Linked DNA regions of Hordeum vulgare: region 1 is linked to region 2. A link is a contact called in public Hi-C data. All regions are on one chromosome and are shown on one strand. The core of a region is the stretch at or near the end of the contact, and the rest is flanking DNA. Distances in the headings are between cores, read along the strand shown.

The links. A called contact is a pair of places that touch in the nucleus more often than the background predicts.
Region 1: a contact with region 2 is called in a Hi-C map of seedling, with 3 times the contacts expected there. The contact joins the promoter of LOC123406155 here to the promoter of LOC123404180 in region 2. A contact is called at or near these places in 3 of 6 Hi-C or Micro-C datasets (leaf and seedling) and 1 of 1 datasets of contacts at active chromatin or transcription factors (embryo).

Annotation. Positions count from the first base shown.
Region 1 is chr6H:388,035,949-388,039,925 of MorexV3_pseudomolecules_assembly, reverse strand. It overlaps LOC123406155 (DEAD-box ATP-dependent RNA helicase 47A), which reads left to right and starts at 2,544. Exons shown (of 2, transcript XM_045099633.1): 1 at 2,544-2,784; 2 at 2,926-3,977. The coding sequence starts at 3,040.
Region 2 is chr6H:387,594,095-387,597,824 of MorexV3_pseudomolecules_assembly, reverse strand. LOC123404180 (putative PAP-specific phosphatase, mitochondrial) reads left to right here and starts at 1,395. Exons shown (of 9, transcript XM_045098095.1): 1 at 1,395-1,595; 2 at 1,700-1,832; 3 at 3,172-3,274; 4 at 3,364-3,599; 5 at 3,675-3,730. The coding sequence starts at 1,420.

The DNA.
Region 1 (3,977 bases), core at 1,295-3,794, 440 kb before region 2:
TGCCCATATTGGATCCTACATATTCTACGAAGATCTTATCATTTGAACCTCAGTGCCAAGGATTCATATAATCCCGTATGTCATTCCCTTTGTCCTTCGGTATGTTACTTGCCCGAGATTCGATCGTCAGTATCCGCATACCTATTTCAATCTCGTTTACCGGCAAGTCTCTTTACTCGTTCTGTAATACAAGATCCCGTAACTTACACTAAGTCACATTGCTTGCAAGGCTTGTGTGTGATGTTGTATTACCGAGTGGGCCCCGAGATACCTCTCCGTCACACGGAGTGACAAATCCCAGTCTTGATCCATACTAACTCAACGAACACCTTCGGAGATACCTGTAGAGCATCTTTATAGTCACCCAGTTACGTTGCGACGTTTGATACACACAAAGTATTCCTCCGGTGTTAGTGAGTTATATGATCTCATGGTCATAGGAACAAATACTTGACACGCAGAAAACAGTAGCAACAAAATGACACGATCAACATGCTACGTCTATTAGTTTGGGTCTAGTCCATCACGTGATTCTCCTAATGACGTGGTCCAGTTATCAAGCAACAACACCTTGTTCATAATCAGAAGACACTGACTATCTTTGATCAACTGGCTAGCCAACTAGAGGCTTGCTAGGGACAGTGTTTTGTCTATGTATCCACACATGTAAATGAGTCTTCATTCAATACAATTATAGCATGGATAATAAACGATTATCTTGATACAGGAATTATAATAATAACTATATTTATTATTGCCTCTAGGGCATAATTCCAACACCATGAATACCACCTTGGTCATCATATAAACTCCTTGAAACCAACAGATGGACTTCAAGAAGTGCCTATGAACAAATCCTTCAAATATAACTTAAGGCAACCATTAGTCCATAGGGATTATCATCAATTACCAAAACCACATATGAAGAAATATGCTCTAACAACAGGTTGGCATTCAGGTGGCACGACGACGGATCTCACTAGTGTGCGGGGGGGGGGGAGGGGAGGCAGAGTCGGGCACGCGTGCGGCGGTGCAGGCCAGAGGCGACGAAGCGGCCAAGGCCATGGAGGCGGAGGCGCTACATTTGCACAGTAGTCGGTTGATTAGGAGTTGCGCGTGCGCGGCAGATCTCCCGATGATGCTTGTGCATGGGCCCGATCTGGGCCAACCTTGGGCTCAATACGGGTTGAAATGGGTCGGCCCGCTCGCTCCGATCGTTGGGAGCACGCTGGTGGTGTGAGGCTGCTGGCCCAGCCAGAACAAAGGTGGTTTGACCCTGCTATTTTTCAAGTGCCAAGACGTCGATCACCTTGATGTGAGCCTCCTCGATCAAGACGTCGGCGAGTTCCGGTCTTCCTCTCAGTGATAATGTTGATTAGCACATGACGCGAGTGGATATCCACATTGGAATCGATCCGGTCGTGTGCTCCCTTATCTTTGGCTAGTGAGGCTTCGTGAGGGTGTGGTGCGAAGCTTCGCTTTATTGACGGGACCATGGAACATGTCTAAATATAGATTTCATGGCACTAACACGGGCGGAGAAAGTCATGGTTGCTCCAATCGGAGTTTGTAATTGTGTAGAGGTGTTCTGGTGTGGATGAAGAATGGAGGCACATGTTCTTCATGTGTGTGTGGTGTTGGTGACTTACGACAGCTACCTTGATAAGAGGAGGCGGCAACACATGTGAACTGCATTTTTAGGGTGCTCCTAGAGCATTGAGTCGCAATTTTTACGGTGAATGGATTTTCTCGAGGGTGAAAACTCAATATCTTCGATCGAACGACGACAATGCTGATGCATTGTTTCCTTCTTGAAGACATCGTTTTTTGAGAATTACATTTTGCGGTTCAGGTGTTGTCTTCGGTGGTGGTTAGAGGGTTGTTGTTGCGAGAGTTTCATCACCGCGACGGGGTCTTTGTTTTATATATTTATATATTTATTTTTTTCTTAACTGTGTGCATCCTTGATGCCTTTGAATACATTGTTGATGGAGAGGTTGAATGTAATTGGTATCTTCGCGATATAAATATATTATCTTTATTAAAAAAGTGGGAAGTCAAACATCAAGAGAGATTCATTGGAAAGAGCTTTTAATATCGAGTTAGAGCCATTATCCATCTATATGTACTACTCCTTTTATCCGGAAATACTCCCTCCGTTCCTAAATATAAGACCTTTTAGAGATTATACTATAAACTACATACGGATGTACATAGACATATTTTAGAGTATAGATTCACTCATTTTGCTCCGTATGTAGTCTTCTAGTGAAATACCTAAAAGGTCTTATATTTTGAAACGGAGGGAGTACTTGTTATGAAAGTGGATGTATCTAAATGTATTTTAATTTTATGCATCTTTTAATCTATTTATATGACAAGTAATTTTGGACTAAGGGAATATATTTTTATGAGGAAAAAAATATTATAATTTTACAGGCTACTCCAAAAATAAAAAACATGCACAAGGAAATTTCCTCGCTCCCCACTGCCAGCAAACGATCTGAACCGTCAAAAATCCATCCCCTCGAGAGCAAGATTTTCCTTCTCCAGAGTCGAGACTCCTCCCCTATCCCCTTCCTCGCCCGCGCAGCCCCCCTGCTCTGACCTACCCAAACCCCAACCAGTTCGGCTCCAAAATCTCACCTACAGACCTGGAGCTGCCGCCGTCCCGTAGCTTTGCTTGGCCGCCGACGCCTCAACCCCTCCCCCCCAACAGCCCTAGAACCCTCCCGCGCTGCCGCCATCGCCGTTCCCTTTCTGCCCCGCACATTTGTTTCCAAGGTATGAGCTTTTGGTCATCCGGTGATTACTTATTCTCAAACTAATTTCCCCAATTTTCTGGTGTGCACACCGGCACTTTATCTAGATCCGCCCCTGGTTTTGTCACTCACCTGACCTGGTTGCCTGATTATTTCTGCACAGCCACAAGCGCATCCTGCCCTGAACTTGCTGAGATATAAAGTACTTGAAAGTTGAAACATAACTACAGTTATCGAGCTGAGGTGCTGTGTTTGGCATTGTTCAGTAATAGCATAAATGAGGCTAATCATCGGGCAAGTTCATCGGAATGTTCTTGCGCTGGCGTCATCTCGGTCATGCTTTGTCATCGGTGACCATCTCCCGTTCAGAATGCTGTCGCTGCCACGGGCCTCTGGGTTCCATCAGACTGCTTGGCGGGGTAGTCAAACCGTCGAGGATAGCGGCAGCACACTAACTCTGGCTAGCCTGGAAGTCCAAAGCAAAGCTGATTATGTGAAGAAGGAAAGGGTGCCACAAAGCAAAGCTGATTATGTGAAGAAGGAAAGGGTGCCACAGAGCAAAACTGATTATGTCAAGAAGGAAAGGGTGCCACGAACCGGAGGTCCGAAGCCAAGCTCAAGAGATTCTGCTTTCAGCGCGAAACCAAAGAAGGTTTCTTCGCTTCATCTGAAGCCAGCAAAGAGTGCCTTACCAAAGTCGCCAGTGGTGAAGAAGAAACTGAAGATCGATGAGGCTTTATTTTCTGCAAGTTCATTTGAAGAGCTCGGTCTGCCACCTTTGCTCATTGACCGGCTGAACAAGGAAGGCCTAACCTCTCCAACTGAGGTCCAATCTGCTTCTATTCCTGTCATATCTCAAAGGCATGATGCGGTTATTCAATCATATACAGGGTCAGGGAAAACACTTGCGTACCTTCTCCCTATTCTTTCTGAAATAGGACCCCTGAAGAGGGCTAGAGAGCAGGGTAATTCTGAGAAGAGATCAGGTATAGAAGCTGTTGTTGTTGCTCCTTCAAGAGAGCTAGGAATGCAGATAGTGCGAGAAGTGGAGAAGATTCTGGGTCCTGATGATAAGAGACTTGTCCAGCAACTTGTTGGCGGTGCTAACCGTTCGAGGCAAGAGGAAGCACTGAAGAAGAACAAGCCTATCATAGTTGTTGGAACACCTGGCCGTATTTCGGAAATTTCAGCGGCGGGTAAGCTACAAACTCACAA
Region 2 (3,730 bases), core at 146-2,645:
CATGGCTAGCTTATTAAAATAGTTTGGGGAGTCTAGACTCTAGGCACACTATGGACAAGTTTTAGTAGTTGGGCCCATCATAAATCTATTTTTCCCTCCTTCCTCTCGCATCTCTGCATTGCATAAAAGGTGAATATTTTGCGCATGGGGTTGGATGACAGATCATATTCATTGTTCGCAAACACCGTTCCAAACTCATTTGAAGTATCCGCTTTGATGCACGTCCACATGTTCAAGTACGTATTTTATTATGGACGTCGCTACACGGCGGCGCCACACCTGTGTTTTCCAATGCGACAGCCAATACCTCCTTTGAAAATCGCATTTTTAAACCACACTTTGATTATGTAAAAAAAATCAGTGCTCCTGGTCTTGCATGAAGAACATGGTCTTGCACTGCATGCATCCGGATCCAAGGAGAAACATGACAGGCTAGGCATGCATTCAAGGAGTACTAATAGCAATGCATGTCAATGTATGCAATTCAAGAAACCACAAAACAAAATCAGATGCATGTAGTGACAGGGCTAGCCATAGTATAGTGTTTTGAAGATACACAAGCATGACATCATTAAATATTCTTCTTGTTTCGTATTTAAAAAATATTTATCTTCCAAACCATTATCTCAATTAATGATCCGCTTTCACCATTGACTTTTTCGCGACGAGATTTTCAAAACTAGATCCCATATCGATATGTTTCGATAACTTTTATTTTTGTTGGTAGTTGCCAGATTACTATCTCTTACTTGTCGCATTATTTGTCACATAGTTCTTACATTAAATCAATTTGGTTATCAGGCTTATGAATGTCAATATGCCCCATTAAAAAACATGATTCATGGTACTTCTGCTAGTTCATGCATCTACTTGCTTATTGTTAGTGCTGTAATGCCCATTTTTTAGCTTCACATAACATTACAATACTTAACAATTATAAAATTATTGTCCCGATAACTATGTATAATTTTTATGATAATTATACACCCATAAAATGACAACCATGATGACATAAATGTGGCAACTAGAAACGATGAAAAAAAGTTTAATGAAACATGTCAGCATAAGATCTTATTTTGAAGGTCTTGTCGAAACGAATCTAACGGTGAAAGCAAATCTCCAATCAAATTATTAATTTGTGAGATAAATCATTTCTAAAATTTTAAAAAAGATTTAATACGATGATGTAATCATGAGGTAGAAGATTCTTGCACATGAGGATCCGCTGCATGAAAAAGCTATGGTACGGCGTTTTTTTTTAGATTTTCCCTTTTATTATATCTCAGCAGGACACAGTCATATCGTATCGCGAGATGGACCAATTTTTTTCGGAAGTGGACAGAAGTGGTGCAGACTCGGACAAGCAGGCCCAACACCTGTGCGTCACGTAATTCCTATCCCGTACCGTATAGGCGGTCCATGCGAACACGCATCCCTGCAAAAAGAGTCGGCCCTTCTGTTCCCGCCACTCGCGCGCGCGCGCACACACACATGCCGCTCCTCCACCCCTCGCCGCCGCCGCACCGCCTCCTCGTCGTCCGGCAGTGCAGGCTCATCGCCCCGCCGGTGCATCATCCGTCCCGCCTCTCTGTAAGGTCGTGCCCTGTCCAATCTCTGAACTATCCTAACCCCAACTATGTCAGTAGTTCTGACAGCAAGCCGCCGCCTCGTTGGCTCACCGCTTATTGTTCTTGCACAGGGCGGCGGCGGCGGCGGCACCGGTCGCGCATGAGGTGTGCGCGCTGCCCTTCCCGCCGGACCGCGCTTCCCACCACCGCGAGCTCGCCGCGGCTGTCGCCTCCGTCGAGCGCGCCTGTCGCCTCTGCGTGGATGTGAGTTCAACTCGTCCCCTCTCCTTTGTATCTGTCCGTTTGAGGAAATTTGAGGCCTGTCAGATCTGGGCGTGGGATTATTCTCCGTTCAGTGATACGTACTATCGTGCGACTCTAGTGTAATACTCCCTCCATTTCCGGTTTCTAAATATAAGTCTTTTTAAACATTTACTAGAACACTACATACGGATATATATATATATATATATAAATATTTTAGAATATATAGATTCATTCATTTTGCTTCATATGTAGATGTAGAAGTTAATCATGTTGTTTTTTTAGGATTAGGAAAGAAAGCCAAACCGAGTCCTAGTAGTATTAGGATTCCTAGTCCTAGTCTATTTCCATAGTCCCTTGTGGACGTGTATAAAAGACACCCTAGGGGTGTTGATTGTAGCATCAGAAAAACGTAAAGCAATACAAAGCAAATGCTCGACACGGGCCTTTAGCCATCAAATCCATCGATCAGTTTTATTCGTGTCGCTAGTTACGCAAGTTCCGTCAAGTAGCCGGCCGAAGCAAGAATCGCGTAGGCACGCCTGTACAGCTGCATACACACGTTCAAAAGCCAACATAGTTCACTAGTGAAATCTCTAAAAAGACCTATATTTAATGACAGAGGGAGTATGTAATAAACTGACATGGCCCTTTGGTAAAGTCAGATTCCGGCATTGGCGTGTGCGGATTTTGGGCGTTCTGAAACTCAGTCATAGTAGTTTTTTATCTAAACTGAAAACTCGGCTAGTTAGTCGGCTACAGAGCTGAGCGCAGATTTTATAAATCGTCAACTAATTTGCATTCTTATGTGGGGCACCATAACGTCCATCTTTAGCAATGCCAACATGGAGAAGCTTTGATAAACCATGAGACTTCCCGTGTGCAAAGGTCCTTCTCTGGTATTATAAAGTTTGCCACAGGAAAATATAGCACTACAGTACAGAGTGAACTACCAATATTTTGAGCACCACTTTGGTCATTCAATGTTCCAATAGCCAAGATAGGTCAAGTGCATTGCAAATTTAATATGCATATCTGTCAGAGTAAGCTGAAATCATGTTTAGAATAGCACAAAAACTAAAGGTAGAACAGATAGGATTTAGCCATTAGAAAATTACCCTTGTTTAGCAGCAGAAAAACAATTTTGTTCTACTCAGGTTTACTTACACCAGAGGTTTCAGAGGTTAAAGACTATACTAAACCCAAATGTTAAACTGTCAGTTGCCAATTTATCATCCAATTATGATTTCTTAAATTTTAAATGTTTTTCTGACATGTCGCTGAAAATAATCCAGCAATCTGAGTTATCTTTTGCTGCTTAAATTGATTGCTTTGACAGGTGAGGGAATCAATGCTTGTAGGTGACGAGAAGATTCTTGAAAAGAACGACCAAACTCATGTGACAATTGCGGATTTTGGAGTTCAGGCCCTTATTAGCTTTGGTAATTCATAATTCACTTTCCCAGTTCAGCATATGATATGCACTTTGCACCGTTGTCTGATGCCACCTCTACCATGGTCCCATTGGAAGAACTACAACAATTGTTTCCATCGATACCTCTGGTGGCAGAAGAGGACTCGGCATTTATACGGTCCTCTAATGCTGCTGATAGTAACAGTAATACACTTGTTGAGTCCATTTCAAGTTTTGTCACGCAAAAAGTGAATAACAACGGTCCTCCTTTAACTCATGATGATGTGTTGAGAGCTATTGACAGAGGAGGCAAGGACGCTGTCTCTTTCGATTCAAATCCTGCTACTTATTGGGTAAGCTATAAAAGTTTTATCCAGATCTGTAAAAAGTTAGTTCCAGTGGATAAAGATGATGCTTTGATTTTGTAGCTACTTGACCCAATTGATGGTACCAAGGGTTTCTTGAAAGGAGAGGATTCTTTGTA